7 separate regions of the Mus musculus genome follow, and regions 1, 3, 4, 5, 6 and 7 are each linked to region 2. A link is a contact called in public promoter capture Hi-C data. All regions are on one chromosome and are shown on one strand. Each heading gives the region's core, a stretch centred on a gene start, on an enhancer-like site or on the middle of the called end of the contact. The rest is flanking DNA. Distances are from core to core; before and after follow the strand shown. Region 1 holds the start of Fancg (Fanconi anemia, complementation group G). Region 2 holds the start of Dctn3 (dynactin 3). Region 3 holds the start of Arhgef39 (Rho guanine nucleotide exchange factor (GEF) 39). Region 4 holds the start of 4930509K18Rik (RIKEN cDNA 4930509K18 gene). Region 5 has its middle 5.4 kb from the start of Sit1. Region 6 holds the start of Ndufb6 (NADH:ubiquinone oxidoreductase subunit B6). Region 7 holds the start of Aco1 (aconitase 1).

Region 1 (2,700 bases), core at 72-2,571, 1.3 Mb before region 2:
CAGCCTGGTGTACAGAGGGTGTTCCAGGGCATCAGGGCTACACAGAGAAAGCCTCTCTGGAAAAGAAAAAGAACACAACAACCACCACCACTGCACCCCCCCCCCCCCGCACCTCCACCCAAAAAAGAAACAACAACAACAACAACAACAACAACAAAACTCTCATTGCCTGCTGGATAAGATGGTGCACACCTGTAATTCTAGCACTTGAGAGGCTCAGGCAGGAGGATCACCATCAGGTGGAGGTTGCAAAGCCAGTACCAGGCCAGCCAGGATTACACAGTGAAACTCTCAAAAATATCATCGGGCTGTACAGACGGCTCGTCTTAAGAGTACTTAGTGCTCGTGCAGGCCCTCAGGCCTGTGTTCAAGGTTGGTTCCCAGTGCCCATGTCAGGTGGCTAAGGACTAAAATTCAAATCCAGGGCATTGGGCATCTCTGCCCATCAGTCCTGCATGCACTCACATGTACCTACCCATAAACAGACGCATAAACGTAATTTTAAAAAACACAAAATAAAAACAAGCCTTCAAAAATGATAACAACAAGGCAAAAGCAAATCTTGTTAAACCTGTGAAAGTGATTTCTTGTTTTCTAAGCTTTTTATTTGGGGCTCTTTTTTTTTTCTTTTTCTAGACAGGGTTTCTCTGTATAGCCCTGACTGTCCAAGAACTCACTTTGTAGACCAGGCTCAGAAATCTGCCTGCCTTTGTCTCCCCAGTGCTGGGATTAAAGGCGTGTGCCACCACGCCCAGCTTTATTTGGGGCTCTTGTATGTCTTTTGTGAAGTGTTTTGAGTTGCTGCTACCATATACATAGTGTCAAGTACTTTTTTTCTCCTTCCTTTCTGCGTAGGAATGTCCGATTCTCCGCGTTTTTTGTTTTTTTGTTTTTCTCAAAGAGAAAGGATGAGATTACCAAGGGCTTCAGTCTCCTGTCCTTAGTTTTCGGGAGACATTTTCTTCCGGGGTTGGGGGGTTGGGTGGGGGTAGGGATGGGTGATGAGGAATCTTTTCTTGGGCGTTCTCCACAGTACTACAACTCCCAGCAAACACCGCGCGGTCCGTCTTCCAGCCACGGAGCGGGGAAACCTGGACTGCCGTTGGTTCTAAGGCAGAGCGCCGCCAGAGACTGGTGCCAAGACCCACTCCTCCTAAACTAGCCTCAACACTCTGACCCCCGCGGAGGCCCTGCAGACCCAGCAGTTCGTCCTTGGCATGTGGCTGGCCTCCTGTCTCCCCGCCTCCTTGTTCCGGGTTTCTTTTCAGTTTCCCGCGGAACCGTCTCTTGAAGACAACCAACCGCGGCCGAGAGTGTTGCAGCTTGGCCAACCACAGGCGCGGTGGGTGGTGGCGGGGACTGAGAGGTGGGTTTCTGGTCAGGGAGAGCAAGCCCGGCTGCGACCCGGGGGGAGTCCGGTGGGGTGCAGAAGTGGCTTCTTGCGGTTAGGGTGAAGACACCGGTGGGACCAGCCTCCACCCATGAAAAGACCCCTTCGGGTAACAGTGATCTACCTCGGCGACAATGTCCAGCCAGGTCATTCCAGCCCTCCCCAAAACATTTTCCAGTAGCCTGGACCTGTGGAGGGAAAAGAACGACCAGCTTGTTAGACAGGCTAAGGTAATGTGGTTGCTGGGACTCTCACCTTGTACCCTCAAGATGTCAGAAAGCGGCTTTGTAATGATCTCACCCTAGTCTAGGGGGAAGGAACAGAGCTTGACCTCCGTCCTTAGAAACAGAAGTGACAGGAATATGTGTCCCTCCCTGTCTCTGTTACAAGGGAGAAAGACTGATCCTTAATGCCTCCCTACATAATTTCAGCAACTCACCAGGGATTCTCGTCCCTCTCTGAGGCGACAGCAATCGGCCCAAGACACACTGGAAGGGCTTAGGGAACTCCTCCTCACTCTACAAGGTAAGAACGACCTTCCAGAAGGTTCAGTTCCCCCCTCAGACCACCCCGCAAATCACCAGCATTCAAAGATGAGCTTCTTTTACGAGGTTCTAGGATTGAGGTGATTTTCCTAGGGCTTATGGAGTCCTGCGTAAAGCCCAGAAGAGACTGGGTGGGATTGTCTTTCAGTAGCTTAATTCCTTCTTCTTTTCACACACACACACACACACACACACACACACACACACACACACACACACACACAGGAACATTTGAAGAGGTGATTTTCAGGAGATTTAGAGAACTTCCTGCTCTTTCCAAAGTTGTCTGAGCAAAAACTGAATTCCTTCTTGAAGCCTTGGTTGGAGTGGGGTTGGTCTCTGGGTTGGAAACCATTTGGGCTGTGTTTCATGGGACAGCCTGTGAGACCAGCATCCTGTCGCTCCAGGACTCCCTGCTGCTGTCCCCGCTCTCCCCTTGGAGCTGACTGTCCTCTGTAATTGTATAATCCTGAGGGCTAGCCTAGTCCAGGCTTTCACTGAAGATCTTACCCAGGATCTTCAAAGGGGCCTCGAAAGAGGTAAGGTCTCCTCTGCTCCTGGTAGTTTCAGTTTGGATTTAGGGATGAGGCTGGGGGGTGAGAGGAACATCTGTCCACGGAGACAGATGTTCTTTTCTAATCCTCTGTATGTTCCTCAGACTAGGCAGGTGTATTATTGTAGTCTTTGGGCTCTTTCAGAAAGGAAAACCCAGAGAGTATAGGGAGATGAGAGATGGGTGTGTGTGTGTATGTGTGTGTGTTTGTG
Region 2 (2,842 bases), core at 294-2,793:
GGTATGGGAATTACAGGGTCTATATTGGCATGAAGTTGGCTTTTTCATTGGCATGGGGGATTTTAGATTTTCTCTATGAGCATGACGTTCAGGAGTATCTGAACTTGCTTGGGGGTTTAGAGGATTGTTACATTAAAATGGATTCAAGAGTTTGTCTACAAGGCATGGGGTCCCAGCATGGTCTATGCAGCATGGTTGCCATGGGATGTCTGCTTTGTCACAGATCTGTGAGTATTTATTGCGCACCTACTTCAAGCTACCCACAACGGCATAGGAGCTTCTCACTGGTCAGAGGGACTTGTCCGTGCTTTGTGGGAGTCCCACATTCTCTCGTTTATTTTTTAATTTTACATCTCTTATACCCTTTATCAGGTATCCTCTTTGCTCGACGCCAACCTGTGCCAGCTTCCTTGGGTCCAACCAATCCTCCACCTCTACCCTCTACAGGGCCCCCTTCCAGTACCTTGCCCTGAAAGCAGCTACTGAGAACCAAGAGTCCCAATATCATTGCTTAGGGGGGGAGAAGGCACCCTCCTACCTTGATTCTTTCAGGATGTGACGCCCACTCTGGGATCCAGTCCTGGTTGATGTCAGCATGCCACCTCCACACCAAAGGGATTTATATTACGTTCCATCTACCTCACCGTAAAAGGCAGACACTGTCTCCCTAGCTAATTTCAGCAGCATCTACCAAAGAGCTTTCCCCCGAGAACCCCTATCACTCCGTCATGTAACCCCTATGTCAGTGTCACCTTTGGTACCCCACCTCTTTGAGTCAATTCTGCTCCTTTTCAGGAAGCAGGTGAAGGATTGGATTTGAATGTGAAGATGTCCCTTGGGTTGCATCTGGAAAATAAAATTGTACTTCCCGTGTCTCCTGTGCCTCCTCTTCTTGCTTGGGTCTGGGAGGTGGGGGATCCACAGACTACATTGAGCTGTCCAAGTGGAAGCAGAAGAACAAAGCTCTGAGAGAATAGAAGAGCACTTTTTTTTGAAGGGAAGCAAGCTTTCTCTACATTGTTCCCTGACTGGTCTTGAACTCACTGTGTAGAGCAGGCTGGCCTCAAACTTACAGTCATCCTTCTGTCTCTCCTTTCTCTCCTAGCACCACCACACAGAGCGCGGTCACAAATCAGACTGTTTGGGTGTACGTCCTGACAACAAGAGGCTTACGTACAAATCACTTGATCTTTAAAAGATTCCAAAAATGTATGGTGTCTCTCCCAAGAAGCTGCCTACTGATCTATGGGTATAAACCTATCTTGGAATAATAGGTATATTTATACGCTAACTCTCAGGGAATGGGGGAGGGGAGGAAATCTCTTCGAATCTTGGATTTAGAGCACTAAAAGTCTTGACAACCAAGTCCTGGAAACCAGGGTAGAACTAGGACCCAGAACGTTACCTAGGTAACCAGATTGCTTTGACATCGGTTATTTCCGACATCCAAAGCCTAAACAGTGACGTCACTTCCTACAAGGCGTGACGGTGCTCTCGGATTGGCCAGTCTTCTTATTTAGGCGGACGTCCCACCCTCAGGCTGTTCCGGGTTGCTGCGGCCAGGCTGCAGAAACGATGGCGGCTCTGACCGATGTGCAGCGGCTACAGTCTCGAGTGGAGGAGCTGGAGCGCTGGGTGTACGGGCCGGGCGGGACCCGAGGCTCCAGGAAGGTGAGGGGTCCGGTCTATTGATCCGTTTGTGGGGCAGAGCGGGACAGGAGCGGTCCACTGGCCCTGCCCTAGGGTCGGATGCTACCACTTCTGTCAGGTCGTCCTCAGCCCAGGCTCTGAAATAAATAACAAAGATCTAGAACCTCCTGGTACCAATCGGACCCTTGAGGTCCGTTCCCGAGGGGATTGGGATGGGGGAGATGCTTAAGCCTTTTTAAGATGGGTTCGGTGACAACTTTCACAAAAACTCCGCGCGCTCACAGGCGTTCTAAGGAGACCAGACGCATTTAAAAATTGATTAATGGGAGTTTCAGTAAGAGCTGAAGCCCGCAGTGGAGTGTCATCCTAGAGCCATGCAAAATTAATTGCTAAATGAATTACGCGTAGACAGGAGTCCTAGAGGAGGCAGAGCACAGGTGCTACAGGCTCCAAAGGGTGAGCGGTGAGGTCTGAGCAGGCCCAGAAAAGGAAGATTAGTAATTGAGCCCTAAGTGTCCAGATGTGGGCGAACATCGTGTCTGAATTTTGACAAAAATTTAGAGGTGCCCTAAAATCCCTTTTTACGATGTTGAAACCATTTACTGGAGCGCTTCTGGTAGAATTAAGAATGTTCTGGAACAAAGGTAATGATGTGTCTCTGTATTTTTTTGTAAAATTGTCACCAGCACATTCTGTTCCAGTTTGAGAACCAACTTTTCGAAACACTCTCCCCCTTTGGCATCTATTTGTGTGCCTTCCCTTGTGTGTTAGTCCCTTAAATATTAGTATTCACCTTTTACACAAGCCTTGAGTGAAGTCGTTCATTTCCTCAGCCTCCGGCTCCAGCTGACTCTTGACTGTTAGAATCCTAAGTCCTAGGCAGGCTCGTTCACTGCCGTGATTTCAGTTACTCATTTCACGTCTTTATGTTTCCAGTGTGTAGCTCTGTTTCAGACTTTCCGAGAACCCGATTGATCTTTGTCTACTGGTCTCCTCCACTGGGCTATCCCGCAGACATCTTAAGCTCAAACCCTTAACTACTAACTGTATTCTGCCTCTAAACTGATTCTCTTCTGTATTCTCTACGATGGGGATTGCACTGTCTTTGGGATCCCAGAGTGTTCCGTCTCCTGTACTAGACTTGATGTGGAGGGTATGAGGCTAGAGCTAGGCCAGCCAGTTCGTTCCCCAG
Region 3 (2,700 bases), core at 117-2,616, 1.8 Mb before region 2:
GGTTCCCATAGTCTTTCCCCGTTCCTCACCTCTAAGGATGCTGGGGAATATACAATCTTATTCAAGTTCTATTACTCTTGCTTTGCAAATGAATTAGCAATGGCAAACTGAAGGGGAGAAAGTTTCCCAGGCTGCCTGGCCCTCAAGATCTAGGTCCATCGTTTCACTCATCACTATTTACACTCTCTCTCTCTCTCTCTCTCTCTCTCTCTCTCTCTCTCTCTCTCTCTCTCTCGCACACACACACACACACACACACACACACACGCCGTGGTTTCCTGAAGAAGACCATCATGTATGTTATACTTGTACTGCCTTTGCGTTCACTTTAATAACTCACGCCTGCCCGCCTGCTCCTGAGGAACTTCCCTGAACTTTGTGCTGTGAATGTCACACTGGTAAGTCTCATAGGCGTCCTCACTTCCTGGCTTCCTCCCACCTTGGAGTGTACGTTCTTGATTATTACAGGTACAAAGAGGTCACTGAATACTGCACTTCATGAAGGGGAAGTGAGGGGCCACAGAAGCAGCAGAGAAATGGCTCTTCCCAGGGCATAGCTTGTTGCTGTGGCACTCCCTAACTGGTCCATACTCCAGCCTTGCTCACGCTGACCTCTCTCTGTGCAGTATTCCTCCTTGTTTCCCATCAGTGAAAGATTTAAGTTTCGCCTCCTCTGTGGCCATTATTTTTTCCGTGTTCGTCACTTATGACTGTCAAGACAGCCTTCCTCCTAAAGGAAGCCTTGTGTTAGTCTGCTTCCTGGTTCCCTGCTGGTGCTGAGTGAATGAACAAAGGAGTGAATGGGGCTGAGAGCTAATTGACCAGCTTGCGCTTGTGCTTGGAATGGTGTCTCTGCTAGCCAGATGCATGAACCCACAGGACGTGAATGTCAAATAGGGTACCTGCAGAAAGGCAGCCAAAACTGCCAGGCCTCCTGGGCGGCCCAAGGCTTCATGAAGTTCGGAGAAAGCAGTACTGAGGTGCACCACGTGGATCTAGAGAGGATGGAAGGATCAGATAGTGGCCAGACCTCTGATCATACCCTCTTGCTTCTTCTTGGGACAGCCCAGTCCCCACCTCAGCAGGGAAACGGTGACCATTGACTGTGTGTTCTGAGCCTGGGTGATCTGAAGTTCCCCAGTGTAGATGCAACTGCAAGGCCCGGTATTCCTGCCCAGGTCCCAGAGCCATCTTCAGCCCCGGCGGCAGAGTCAGCTGTACTGCGTGGGGAGTGGCAAGTGAGAAGTCTACCCACACGTGAGCGTGAGCACCAGCAGAACTCCTAAGTGCACAGCTTGATTGCCACTCCCCTCCATAGGTCCCGCCCCAGACACCTCACCCGTGTGGCCATTGTTGGATAGGCTCAGTTCCGGGAGAGGCTGGAGCTCATAACCCAGAAGTTCCAGGGGTTGCAGAGTGCGGCAGAATGCGGTGCGCTCCAGGCGGATGTCTACCGGGGACTGAAAGCGGCCAGCACAGGCTGGGGACACCTGGGGCCAGAGTAGGGTGCCTGGGATGAGAGGAAAAGGTGCAAGAAGTCTAGCGATTTGGACAAGAACCGTTAGGATAAGTGAGGGGTGGAGTCAGGACGCTTGGGGTGGGAGGAAGGGGGGGCGCTCCAGGGACTGGCGTGGGGGAGTGCGGGGCGCGGGAGGGGGGCCATAGAGTAGGACCTGGGTCCAGTCTAGGGCTACTACTGGGAATGTTGGTGCGGCAGATCACCAGGGCTGGGCTCCCAGATTGGGTCTGTGTAGCCGGCCGTGTCTTACCTCCATAGCTCCAATGACTGTGGCCACCCCCTGCATAAATGAGAAGAATTAATAAGCCCACTCTTACAGCCCAGTCCCTTCCCAGTGCCCAGAATAAAAAAATATTCCCTCCCGCTCTGGCAGGGGGCCTCACAGCCCCGGATGTCTTACAAGAGTGTTGCACGTAATAGAAAGGAATGTAGCAAGGCTGGTGTGAAGCACAGTGGACTACCACCAGCTGGGACTCCGCCACCGCCACCATCACTGCAGGAGCCATCAGTAGCCCTACCGATAGTTTGCAAACTAGGGTCTGTAGGCACGGCTTCAGTTTGAGATCCAAATCATCGTTCTTTTTCCCTTACTCACCCACCTTCCCACTCATCTCTCTTTCCTGTCTAAAGTTCCTGGCTTAGAGCCAAGCACGGTGGCGCACACACCTGAAATCCCAGAACTCGGAGGAAGAAGAAGGTAAAGGGCAGAACTAGTTCAAGGCCAATCCGATCTACACAATAAGACCTTATCTCATCCTCCGCCCCCAGAGCAAACCAAAGTTCCTCCACCTGTCTTTTCCCACACCGCAAATCATAGGTGAGTAACGGCTGTGAGCTCCTTGTGTGTCTTCCAGGAGCCCCCTTCTCTTCCCTTTTCATCTCTCTGTCTCTGTCTCTCTGTGTCTGTCTCTGTCTGTCTGTCTCTCATTCTCTCTACCTCCCTCTCTTCACACACACACACACACACACACACACACACACTTATTTTCCCCCTCTGTCCATTCCCAGTTCTATTTCCTCTTTAATTTCCCCCTATTCTCGGCTTTTTTTTTCTTCTCTCCTTTTAGGGGGGAAAGACTACCTATTAGAGTATAATTGCCGAATGCTCTCAGCTAGCATTTCGGGGAAGAGAGGGGAGTGGGGGAGGACAAGGCATAAACTTACCTGAGCCTAGATTTGGA
Region 4 (2,700 bases), core at 105-2,604, 1.4 Mb after region 2:
GTTTACAGCTTGATACAATTACCTTAATGGCTGGATAATATTCCCTTGTATAAGTCTTTGCTCAATATATATTTGACAAAGGGTTAATATGAAAAATTTACAAAGAAAAAATAAATATCAAGAAAACAAACAATCTGATTTAAAACTGGAGCATGCAACTAGAGAGTTCTCAGAAGATGAAATACAAATGGCTGAAAGACATTTTTAAATTTTTTGAAATCTCTAGCTATCAGAAAAATGCAAATTAAAACTACTTTAGATTTTTTTTTTTTACCCCAGTCAGAATGGCTAAGATCACAAAAACAAATGATGATAAATGCCGGCGTGGGTGCCAGGGAATTATTTACTGCTAGTGGGAGTGGGTGCATATGGAAATTAATGTGGAGGTTTCTCACAAAATCTAAAAATACATCTACCACATGATCCAACTCTATTGCTCTTAAGCATATACCCAGCACACTCTCTGTCCTACTGCAGAGAGATGTGCTGCTAACAGTGTCCACTGCTGTTCAGTCTAAATGCCCATCAAATGATGAGCAGCTACTGAAACACACAATGGAATAGTATTCAGGCCTGAAGACATTTGCTTTCTTAAGTGAGTTAACAGTTCTCTTGCTGTGGGATTCATTTATCTATTGCTATAGAACAATCACAGATAAAATTACTATTTTAATAGACCTCGTGAAACCCATTTCATGGGTAAAGCATTTGGGCAGGATTCAACTGGATGGCTGTTCTAGGTGTGATGTCTGGTGAACAGGTTCATGAGGTGGCCTGGAGGATCCACAGGGCCTTCACACCAGCTTGGTGACATGATGGCTAGAAGAAAGAATGACGACAGGTGGCCCAGGACCTCTCCGTGGAGTCCTAGAGCTTCTCTCTAAGGCCTCTTAGAGCTCCAAGAACCTAATGGAAAAACTGCCAGTCTTCCTAGAGGTAAACTCAGAGCAAGCACAGTGTAACTCCCATGATTCTCAACTGGGGACGGTGGTGGTTTGAATGAAAATGGCTCCCAGGTGGTCATATGTTTAAACGCTTAGCTCCCAGTTAGTAGAACTGTTTGGGAAAGATTAGGAAGTGTGGTCTTGTTGGAGAAGGTGGGACTCTGGGGGTGGGCTCTAAGGTTTCAAAAGTCACATCAGGTCCAGTGTCTCTCTGTCTGCCGCCTGTGAATCAGGATGTAAAGCTTTTAACTACGGCTCCAGCATCATGATTGTCTGCTCCCTACTATAATGAGCAAAGACTAGCCCTCTAAAGCTAAGCAAGCCTTGAGGGGGATGGAGCCTCGGTGGAGAAGTAGTTCCCTGTTAATGGGCTTTGAGGGGCTCAGCCCAGCCCGACTTCCGGTTCTTCTTCTGCTTCCTGTTTGTACTAGCGTGTGACCAGTCACCTGATTCCACTTCCTGTTTGTGCTACAATGTGACTAGTCACCTGACTCCACCCTGCCCTGCCTTCCCTAGGATGATGGGTTGCTTCTTCTTAAACATAACCCAAAGCACACCTTTCTTCCCTTAAGTTGCTTCTTGGGTGTTTGGTCCCAGCAACAAAACAGGTGGGTTGTATAGCTGTAAGACTTACCTTCCACTGGTCAATGTTGTGTTATATATATATATGAAAAAAAGAAAGAAAGAAAGAAAGAAAGAAAGAAAGAAAGAAAGAAAGAAAGAAAAGAGAAGAGAAGAGAACAGAAGAGAAGAGAAGAGAACAGAAGAGAACAGAAGAGAAGAGAAGAACCAGGATATGTTTAGTAGCAGCATGGTATGGTGAGGTGGAAGGAGATGCCTCTTCAGGCCCATGCAAAGCATCCCTTCACCTGAGGTACCAGACACAGTGTATATAGTGTGGTATAGAGCATGGGGAGGGAAATTGAGGACGGAAGGGAGAGAGAGAGAGAATGAATATGGAGGAGAGAAAGAGAGTAGAGGAGGGGGAGGGGAATGGGGAGAGAAGAGACAAGGAGGGTAAGAGAGTAGGAGAGTAAGAGAGTAATGAAGAGGGGGCACACAGCCCCCTTTTTAGTTAGGCAGACCTGACTGTTGCCAGGTAACTGTTGGGTGCAGCCCAGAAGGAATGCTAACAGTCAATACTTTTTTTTTTATCTGTTTGTTTTAAAGCACCGGTTTTGTAAATATCATAAAGGAAGGTCTTATCAGGTCCCATACTGCCTTTGTATACCCATAAGTGCAAAGCTGATATCTCCAGTCATATTTCAAGAACTAGATGATTCAGTGTCTGTAAGAAGCCAAGACTCCACACACAGCTTCCATCTATGTAGTAAACTCTGGAACTCTACTACTTTAAAAAACAAAACAAAACAAGACAAAAACAAAAACAAACAAACAAACAAAAAGAAAGCAAAAGCCCCACACCATTTTAACAGTGTGTTCTGTGTTTAAGTCGGATGTGTGCTTTTAAAGAGAAGGTATGTTTTAACCTCAATTCACATTGTTACTGACAGAAAACTGGAACTGCTGGTAAAAACTATATTAGCCATCTCTAGCCAGAGAGATAAAATTCACTGAGATGGGCAAGGGACTGAGAAACAGGGGACCTGAGTTTCTGTTTTGATTTCAGGGCCTGCATATCAACCCTCAATTGCATATTTAGACTTTACTATGAAAAATAAATATCTTGTTTAACACAGAGTTGTGTTGAGCTAGTCTGTGCTAACAGCCAAAATGTGAAATTATCAACATACAG
Region 5 (2,700 bases), core at 114-2,613, 1.8 Mb before region 2:
CGAGTAGAAAACAGTCCAGCAGGGGGCACCACAAGGCAAAGGAGAGGAGGCTTCTATAGAGTTGCTGCCCCCCTACCCCCCACCCCCGCGATAAAGGCGATAGAAAGGAAAGGAGCAAGATGAGTCCGGTGGCCTGACAGAAGCCAGTCGTGCCAAGGAGCTTGGATTTCCTGCTTCTGGCGAGGTGGAAAAGAGTGAAAAACGGAGTGAAGCAAGGAATAAGCTCCAGTGGTCGCCGTGTGGGCTGGAGGCCTGTAGGATGGAGCTCGGAAGGGCCCTTACAAAGATGTCAGAAACATCGAACAATGTCTCAGTAGGCATGGGGACAAGGTGATGGATTAGAAATATTTCGGTTTTAAAACAAAGTGGCATCCACTATACACCCATCTTTGTGGTCCCATCACAGAATATAGCCCAGTTCTATACTGTTCAAGCTTTCGCCAACTCTCCCGGTGGCAACACACTGCTCTGTTTAACCAATCCTTGCACCAATCCTCCAACTTTTCTGTAGCCCATCTGTGATCCACCCCACTCTGGAAAAAAGTCCAACTCCTTCTTAGCTCCAGCATCCCATAGCAGAACGGAGGGGGGAGGGGGGAAGAAATCGCCTTCAGCCTGAGCTCCAGCGCCACCAACCTTTTTGGTGTTTGAAGGACATAAGAAAGAGAAAGCAAGCCGGGCATGGTGGCGCACGCCTTTAATCCCAGCAATCCCAGCACTCGGAAGGCAGAGGCAGGTGGATTTCTGAGTTCTAGGCCTGCCTGGTCTACAAAGTGAGTTCCAGGACAGCCAGGGCTATACAGAGAAACCATGTCTCAAAAAAACAAAAACAAACAGAAAAAGAAAGAGGAAGCAGAGGTTTTCATTTCTACACTTTTCTCCTTTCCATTTGCAAAGTCCCAAAGACATCCAGAGAGTAGGGAACCTTCCGTGAGAAGGATGGTACTGGGGTGCTTCTGGTCTCTGTACCGTTGAGGATGCCAACTTGGATCTCTCTAAGGGACACCTAGGTCGCAATCAAGGTCAGGCAATTGTGTGGGAGGGAGGAAGGATGGTTTGGGGGCAGACACCGGAAGGAGGGAACCACAGCATCGGGATGTGGGCTTTTGAGTGGGGCTGTGCTTCTGAAACTGGTTCAGAGTCCGCACCCGAAGGACGTGAGAGAGTTTAGGCTTCGAAGAGGAGCTGATCGGAATAGCACACTGGCACTAGCAGGAACCAGGGCTGAATGCTCTAAGGCTCAGGAAGCTGATTTAGAACCCCAGACTGGTCTCAGCACGAACTCAAAGCCTTCAGAACTAAGTAAGCTCCAGTGCCCCCTCCAGACGTAAAGAGGCAGCGCCATCACCTCTGCGCAGGCGTGATGAGGCCTGGCCCATAGCATCCTGGGAATTGTAGTCCCCTGGTTTGGCGTTGCCCATGACTCCAGCCCAGGGCCTTATTGGAGTTGGGCAAACATCGCTTATAACTGAGTTCCTGTTTGTTTGTTTGGTTGGTTGGTTGGTTGGTTGGTTGTTGTTGTTTTATGTGTAGCCCCAATGGCGTGTGTTCTGAATTTTATTTTTCTTTCAATCTCTGAAGCCTGTGTTCTATGTGTTCTCTTTATCCCTCCCTATCCTCTCAGTGCTAACCAAACCCAGGGACCTCATTCATGCTAAGCAATTGATCAGTGATATACCACTGAACCACGCTCATTGCCTGCCTCTCTCTCTCTCTCTCTCTCTCTCTCCTCTCTCTCTCTCTCCTCTCTCTCCTTCTCCCTCCTTCTCCCTCCTTCTCCCTCCTTCTCCCTCCCTCTCCCTCTCTCTCTCTCTCTCTCTCTTTCTTTCTTTCTTTCTTTCTTTCTTTCTTTCTTTCTTTCTTTCTTTCTTTCTCTTTCCTTCCTTCCTTTCTCTCTTCCTTCCTCCCTTTCCTTTCTTTCTCTCTTTCCTCCCTTCATTCCTTCCTTTTTCCTTCTTCTTCTTCCTTTCTTTCTTTCTTTTCTTCCTTTTTTATTTTGTTATTGTTTTTCAACACAATGTTTCTCTGCATAGTTCTGGCTGTTCTGGAACTTGCTTTGTAGACCAGTCAGGCCTTAAACTAAAAGATCCATAGCCGGGCGTGGTGGCGCACGCCTTTAATCCCAGCTCTTGGGAGGCAGAGGCAGGCGGATTTCTGAGTTCGAGGCCAGCCTGGTCTACAAAGTGAGTTCCAGGACAGCCAGAGCTACACAGAGAAACCCTGTCTCGAAAAACCAAAAACGAAAAAAAAAAAAACGAAAAAAAAAAAGAAAAACTAAAAGATCCGCCTGCTTCTTTCTCTCAAGTGCTGGGATTAAAGGCGTGTGCCACTATGTGTGGCTTTTTCCCTCTTTTTTTATTTGTCTTCTCTCATCTCTATCATTAAGGCTTACGCTCTGGCACAAATTCTAAGCACTTAACAAGCAAACTAAGACAACTCCCTTTCTAGTTCCTAAACCAAAGAACATAACCACACCTCTCCGGTTAGTCACCTCACCTGACCCAGTACAAGCCGACAGTTCCAAGTTCCTTTCTTTGTGGATTCTTTGGCATGTGTGGCACACACACACACACACACACACACACACACACACACACACACACACGGTGTATCATGTCAGCCAGGGGGCAGATGTTTCTGGGAAGTCACCAGAGCCTTCTTCATCCCTAGCTTTCCCTCTCGCTGAGACCTCATCTCTGA
Region 6 (2,757 bases), core at 36-2,535, 1.4 Mb after region 2:
TTTATATTTTAAAAATCATTCAATTCATACTTACTGATGCTGAAATGTTTTCATCTTTGACCAGAGAAACCTGCTAATCAAGTTGCTTACTGGTCTTAGAAACTTCCCCAGTTCTGGTTCGCTAGAGAGAGCCTTATAAATCATATTCTTCTCTGCTGGAGAACACTCAGGTTCCAGAAGCCCCACCATGTAGCTAGATTCTCCTAATTCAGTCTTCTGACGGAGCAGTAAGTGTTCTTAACCGCTAAGCCACCTCCAAACTCCCTAGTTCCTACTTTTGTGTCTATCCTATCTTCCCTATATAATATTGGTGGTGGTGTTTGAAGCAGTAGTTAGGTTGGGCATACTGGTGTACTTCATCTAGCTCATGAGTAGTGGAGGCAGGGGAATTCGGAGTTTAAGTCCAGTCTCCCTAAATAGCAATTTCAAAGCCAACATGAGATCTTGTCTCCAAAACCAAATACAAATAACAAAATTATTTTCATTTATTACTCTAAAATTTTCAGAGCATGTATATATATTTAGTATCACTACTACTCTCCCTGCTTTTGGATAAAAGGTAGCATACTTGGTGTAGTTGGTTTTATTTACTTATTTATTTTTTTAACTTATCAATAGATTGTAGAAGTTACTCCAGTTATGAATAGAAGGCTCATTTATGGCAGTAGCATACCAATGCTTTACAGTACTATAAGCTTTCCCACTAATCCTCTATTCTGAAATCTGGGAGGTGATTTTTCAATGTTTTGCTATTACATATCGTGTTGTGACGAATATTCGTGCACACCCCTACAAATTTTTACTGCCATACCTTTGGGATGTCTTACAAAGTGGGCCGGCAGAATCAAAGAGTGAGCGAGCCTATGGAAGCCTCCCAAATAAGGTGCTCTTTATTTCTGCAGTACAGAGAGGGAAGAAAACCGAGATAGGCGCTCAAGATTACTTAGCGGGTTACGAAAGAGGTGGGAGCCAAATTCGGACGCAAGTGTCTCTCGGTCAAGAAGAGAATTCAAGGGGGCGAGGCAGAGGTTCGCTAAACCATCGTCCTTGTTCTTCCGGTCCCCTCCCCTACAAGTTCTTTCTCTGAACCCTAGCCCCAGGACTTCTCACACTTTCCAACACCGCCCACTTAGTTCTTAACTCAGGGACCTTCCTGAGCTCATACTTAACCCAGGTTGTTAAAACCCAGGGTCCAAGAGAGGGCTTTGCGCATGAGCAGAGCCTGCTTTCCGCGAAGGAGTCGGCCCGCCCCCAGAGGCGGGGCTGGTGTGGCGTCATCACTCCGCGCCGCTTCCAGGCGCCTCAAGGTCGCTTTGCGGAGCGGGAGGGGCAGGTCAGTGACCGGTCCTGTGTAGGCTCGTCGGCAACATGTCAGGGTACACGCCGGATGAGAAGCTGCGGCTGCAGCAGCTGCGGGAGCTAAGGAGACGATGGCTGAAGGACCAGGAGCTGAGTCCCCGGGAGCCCGTGTTGCCCCCGCGCAGGATGTGGCCCCTGGAGCGATTCTGGGATAACTTTTTGCGGGACGGGGCCGTGTGGAAGAACATGGTGAGTGATGAGCCACACGGGTGTCCGGGTTCCCACCCCGGGTCGCAGCCTGGCCAAGCCTCCCAGCCCACTCCTCTCAGTTCCATCAAGGCCCAACCCTGTCCAGAGCCCGCATACCCGGGAGGGCCCCAAGGGACAATCAGTCCAGGGGCTCAGGTTTAGCGGAGACGCTGTCAGGTCGCTATTGTTCAGGGCTGGGGTCTGGAGTCCAGGAGCAGGTGGCTGTCAGGTGTACTGAGAAGTCGGGTCTTAGGTTTTACAAGACGCTCGCCGCACATGCAGTTCTTTCGAGTGTAGATACCTTTTCTCGGGTTAAACTGGTCAGAATTAACTGAGATCACAGGCTGTGATTTCAGTATTTGAGAACACTTACGCGGTGGGTAGGGTTGAGGTGCCAGAGACTGGCCAGCTGGTATAGTACAGCCCCATGGGGTCGCAACAGAAGACAGGGTTCTATTTGGTATGCTTTGTCAGACTCTAAAGCTCCCTTTCTACGCATCACTGTGTACGTTTAACACACTTTTAGTTACTTTTAAATTGCATTCCATGACCTCCAGGCAGAAAAACCGTTCACTCAAGGACTGCTTTTTATTGTAAGGATTCCAGATATTTTCTTGGAGACTGCTATTAAATCACATCAATGATGAGTAGCGAACATTGTGTGGGAATTGCTTTCAGCTCCTTCCAGTAATTGTGGTAGAAGTAGAAGTAGTAGTTGTACAAAGTCTTGGTTGGTTGGTTGGTTTCTTGAACAACAATGCCTTATGTCTTGCAGAATGGTGCTTATTCTGTCTTAGAATCTATGGATATTCTATAGGAAGCCTCAGAGTTAGTGAAAATACTGAAATTGGTAGGTCAGCCCCAATCTGTCAGGAAATATGTTCCATTTAGAAATTTGTAAAATAATTATCACACATAGTTGGTAGTGGTGGAATGTTTTTGTTTGGTTAGTTGGTTTGGTTTTTGTTCCACACACATTGAAAAATAAGGTAGCTCATGCTAGGGAGAGTAAGCAGCGCATGTTGGTAATCACAGCAGCTCCAGAGGCTGAGGCAGGAGGATAGCCGAGGATCTCTGCAGAGGGAGGCGGGCCAGCCTTGGCTAACGCTTGGGACCCTGTCTCAAGTGAGGGGTGGGGTGAGGCTGGAGAGGTGACTGCTTCAGACCACTTGGCTCTTTCAGAGGACCCAGTTTTGGTTCCCAGCATGC
Region 7 (2,736 bases), core at 237-2,736, 1.6 Mb after region 2:
TCAACAGACCCAAGGCTAGAAACCCCCAACAGAACTGAACACAGGGATAAGGAGGCAAAAACATGCCACCTGGTGTTTTAGACATGACCTCTCAACTGCTTGGTAATCTTACAGCAACCCCTACACATTTGGCATGGTCTAGTCACACCCACCTCCCTGAACTCACAGGTCTGGTGTGCTACATCAGGTTTACACACATCAACTCAGCAGGCACAGAAACAACCAAGGCACACATGAACATCACCCAAAGCCACCACCAACTGTGGGGATCTCGTATTCCGTTGGAAAGTGAGGTCCAGAGTGCTCCTGGGTATCAGAGGTTAACTCCTCCACGGTGCGGAATGGAAGAACCATAAATAAAGTGGCAAACCCAGTGAACTATGCCTCCTAAGCACTGGCTACTTCGGTGGTTCTAAAGTATGCTGCAGAGAAACACAGGCGCAGGTGTTTGGACGGTCAAAACCACTCTTTAAGCAATACAATGTTACATTTTCACCAATATACTTAAAAGTCTTCAGAAGCTACATGACCTGTCATACTGCAACAGGCTGAGTGTCTTCTAAGCAGAGATTTGCAGGAAGGTTAAAGAATGCCATTCTTAATAACAGTGTTTTGGAAACTACAGAATCGGTCTATCTGAATTAAGTATATTAAGTGTCTATACGCTGTATTTATACACTGCAAAAATCAATAGGTACAATCTATATAACAAAGGTTCTTTAGGCGCGCTGCCGGTCCTAAATGCAAAAGTTCGGCAACTTCTGCTGGGAGGCTGTCATGCGTGCTGCAGGGAGATCTGCGGTTCTAGTGCACTGGGCTGGCCAGAGTGGTACAGTCCCGTTCTCCTTGGGTTTCTCAATCAATCACCTTGGACTCTATGCCCTTCCACTGAGGGGGCTCTTACCCTCACCCCGCCTGCCTTCGCCCCGTGCTGGGGACTCCAATCTGCCGGGCACAATCGTTCCTTTCTATCCCGTGGGCTGGGCCTGGCACAATGACACCCCGGCGGTGCGGCCCTCACACCAAGGCGAGAACTCCCGGGGCGCCGAGTAGAGCCACTCCCAGTCCAGAGCGACGCAGGCTGGGGAGCGAGTAGAGAGGTCACCCCAGGAGCCAGCTCCACCGCCTCCCCGCAGCTCTCCCCGTGTCCTCGGGTCTGCACCCGTGGGAAAGGCCTGCACGGACGCCCCGGGGCCGCGTGGTACTCACCGCTCACAGTGCAGTTCCCGGAGCACACAGGCGGGTGCTAGCAATGTCCCAGGCCGACTCCGCGCTCCTCCCACTGAGCGGTCCTCCGGACGCTCCGGCAGCGAGGCGGGACCGGTGGAGAGCGGGCCGGAACCAGCTGCTGCGGGAGAGGGGCGGGGCCCGGGCCTCACTCCGCCCCCCGAGGGGCGGAGCCTGGGCACCTCCTCCCTCTAGAAGCTGCAAGCGATGGCTGAAGCTTGCAGTCTAGTCCGGGTGCGCCCTCCCTTCGGAACCTTCCGATCTTGGCAGATGGGCGGAGTCTAGGGCCTATTCCGCCCCAAGGCCCAGATCTGACTTGAGGTTGCGGCCAAGGGGCAGAGCTTGGGAACACCTCTTCTTTCCAGAGCCTGAAGGCAGACCATACCGAGGGACGAGTCCCAGGCCCCTACATGGCCAGGTTTAGGGGCTGGGCACCGTCCCACCCCTAGAACAAGAGACTCGTGGCCACGGACGGGGGCGGAGCCTAGGACCTGCTCCACCCCTCTGTACCTCCTAGGCCCGAAGGCCCGAAGCTGAAGGCTATTGATCTTCGTGGCTCCTCCCCATAGGCGGGAGAAACTGGGCCCCGAGGCTGCATCTAGCTTTGCTAGTGGCTCAGTCCCAGGAAGTGTAGAGCCGATTTCTAGGCTTTTCCTCTTTTGGAGCGTGGAGAAGGCTGACTGTCCCTCACGAGGGGCAGAGTGTGACATGTAACTGCCTGACTAACGTAGGGAGCCTTAGGATTTCTGTTGCTGCGATGAAACGCCATGACCAAAAAGCAAGCTGAGGAGAAAGGGGTTTATTTGGCTTACACTTCCAATTCACTGGAGGAAGTCAGGACAGGAACACAAGCAGGGCTAGAACCTGGAAGCAAGCACTGATGCAGAGGCCGTGGGGGTGATGCTTAATGCCTTGCTTCCATGCCTTGCTCAGCCTGCTTTATCATAGAACTCAGGACTACCAGCCTAGGTGAGACCACTCACCATGGGCTGGGCCCTCTCCCATTGAGAAAATGGTGAGAAAATGCCTTACAGCTGGATCTCATGGAGGCATTTTCTCAACTGAGACTCCTTCCTCTCTGATGACTAATTTGTGTCAAGTTGGCACACAAAACGCCACCTTTCTTTTAAATGCTGGGTGGTAAGTACGTTTTCTGAGTGCCTCTTCCAGTGTCCCCCACCTCCTCCACCTTGCCCTTCACTTCCTATTCCTACCCCAACTACTGTTTTGTTTTAGATTTCTTCCCGAGGGTTTAGTTGTTTGGGGTTTTTGGTTTGATTTTTGAGTCAGATACTCATGGGCCCCAGGCAGGCTTAGAGCTCATTGTTTGGTGGAACTCCCCAGACCTTGGACTCCCTACATCTACCTTTAAAGTGCCGGGACTGCAGGTTCTGTCCCACCACACCCAGCTCTTATAAAAGGCAGTTTCTCCGTTATTACTAGCTCAAAGCACAGGAAGTATACATCAGGAGCACACTTCAACATGTCTGTAGCTTACACAGAATGCAA

What was found. Promoter capture Hi-C pulls out the DNA fragments that hold promoters and counts their contacts. Capture Hi-C pulls out chosen DNA fragments and counts their contacts.
Region 1: a promoter capture Hi-C map of liver shows a contact between it and region 2, with 2.2 times the contacts expected there. The contact joins the promoter of Fancg here to the promoter of Dctn3 in region 2. A contact is called at or near these places in 12 of 39 promoter capture datasets (the C10 cell line, the HPC-7 cell line, cranial neural crest and 6 more), 1 of 15 datasets of contacts at CTCF or cohesin (large pre-B cells), 1 of 484 Hi-C or Micro-C datasets (B cells), 2 of 115 datasets of contacts at active chromatin or transcription factors (astrocytes and extraembryonic endoderm stem cells) and 2 of 9 other capture datasets (liver and macrophages).
Region 3: a contact with region 2 is called in a promoter capture Hi-C map of liver, with 5 times the contacts expected there. The contact joins the promoter of Arhgef39 here to the promoter of Dctn3 in region 2. A contact is called at or near these places in 3 of 39 promoter capture datasets (liver, pre-B cells and stem cell-derived epiblast-like cells).
Region 4: a promoter capture Hi-C map of pre-B cells shows a contact between it and region 2, with 3 times the contacts expected there. The contact joins the promoter of 4930509K18Rik here to the promoter of Dctn3 in region 2. A contact is called at or near these places in 2 of 39 promoter capture datasets (neutrophils and pre-B cells).
Region 5: a promoter capture Hi-C map of liver shows a contact between it and region 2, with 2.6 times the contacts expected there. The contact joins the enhancer-like site here to the promoter of Dctn3 in region 2. A contact is called at or near these places in 5 of 39 promoter capture datasets (the HPC-7 cell line, hematopoietic stem and progenitor cells, liver and 1 more).
Region 6: a promoter capture Hi-C map of liver shows a contact between it and region 2, with 2.2 times the contacts expected there. The contact joins the promoter of Ndufb6 here to the promoter of Dctn3 in region 2. A contact is called at or near these places in 2 of 39 promoter capture datasets (liver and pre-B cells), 1 of 484 Hi-C or Micro-C datasets (CD4 T cells) and 1 of 9 other capture datasets (adipose tissue).
Region 7: a contact with region 2 is called in a promoter capture Hi-C map of pre-B cells. The contact joins the promoter of Aco1 here to the promoter of Dctn3 in region 2. A contact is called at or near these places in 2 of 39 promoter capture datasets (neutrophils and pre-B cells), 1 of 484 Hi-C or Micro-C datasets (double positive thymocytes), 2 of 115 datasets of contacts at active chromatin or transcription factors (bone marrow-derived dendritic cells and thymic regulatory T cells) and 1 of 9 other capture datasets (adipose tissue).

What each region holds. Positions count from the first base shown.
Region 1 is chr4:43,008,922-43,011,621 of GRCm38.p6, reverse strand. Fancg (Fanconi anemia, complementation group G) reads left to right here and starts at 1,321. Exons shown (of 14, transcript NM_053081.2): 1 at 1,321-1,620; 2 at 1,822-1,915; 3 at 2,343-2,474. The coding sequence starts at 1,525.
Region 2 is chr4:41,721,864-41,724,705 of GRCm38.p6, reverse strand. Dctn3 (dynactin 3) reads left to right here and starts at 1,543. Exons shown (of 7, transcript NM_016890.4): 1 at 1,543-1,671. The coding sequence starts at 1,576. It overlaps Arid3c (AT rich interactive domain 3C (BRIGHT-like)), which reads left to right. Exons shown (of 8, transcript NM_001017362.2): 7 at 1; 8 at 373-870. The coding sequence ends at 473.
Region 3 is chr4:43,507,413-43,510,112 of GRCm38.p6, reverse strand. It overlaps Arhgef39 (Rho guanine nucleotide exchange factor (GEF) 39), which reads left to right and starts at 1,366. Exons shown (of 12, transcript NM_001013377.3): 1 at 1,366-1,528; 2 at 2,150-2,336. Car9 (carbonic anhydrase 9) reads right to left here. Exons shown (of 11, transcript NM_139305.2): 2 at 1,770-1,799; 3 at 1,340-1,510; 4 at 1,078-1,220; 5 at 903-995.
Region 4 is chr4:40,311,886-40,314,585 of GRCm38.p6, reverse strand. It overlaps 4930509K18Rik (RIKEN cDNA 4930509K18 gene), which reads right to left and starts at 1,354. Exons shown (of 3, transcript NR_040663.1): 1 at 679-1,354.
Region 5 is chr4:43,476,999-43,479,698 of GRCm38.p6, reverse strand. No RefSeq gene overlaps it. Among named protein-coding and RNA genes, the nearest start is that of Sit1, 5.4 kb to the left of the region's middle. Within about 2 kb of position 1,363, at least 219 of the 459 cell types and tissues checked have an H3K27ac peak or open chromatin away from gene starts, as enhancers often do. A contact at or near this core is called in the HPC-7 cell line, hematopoietic stem and progenitor cells and liver, where this site is marked.
Region 6 is chr4:40,277,949-40,280,705 of GRCm38.p6, reverse strand. It overlaps Ndufb6 (NADH:ubiquinone oxidoreductase subunit B6), which reads left to right and starts at 1,285. Exons shown (of 4, transcript NM_001033305.3): 1 at 1,285-1,548. The coding sequence starts at 1,369.
Region 7 is chr4:40,142,015-40,144,750 of GRCm38.p6, reverse strand. It overlaps Aco1 (aconitase 1), which reads right to left and starts at 1,486. Exons shown (of 21, transcript NM_007386.2): 1 at 1,210-1,486.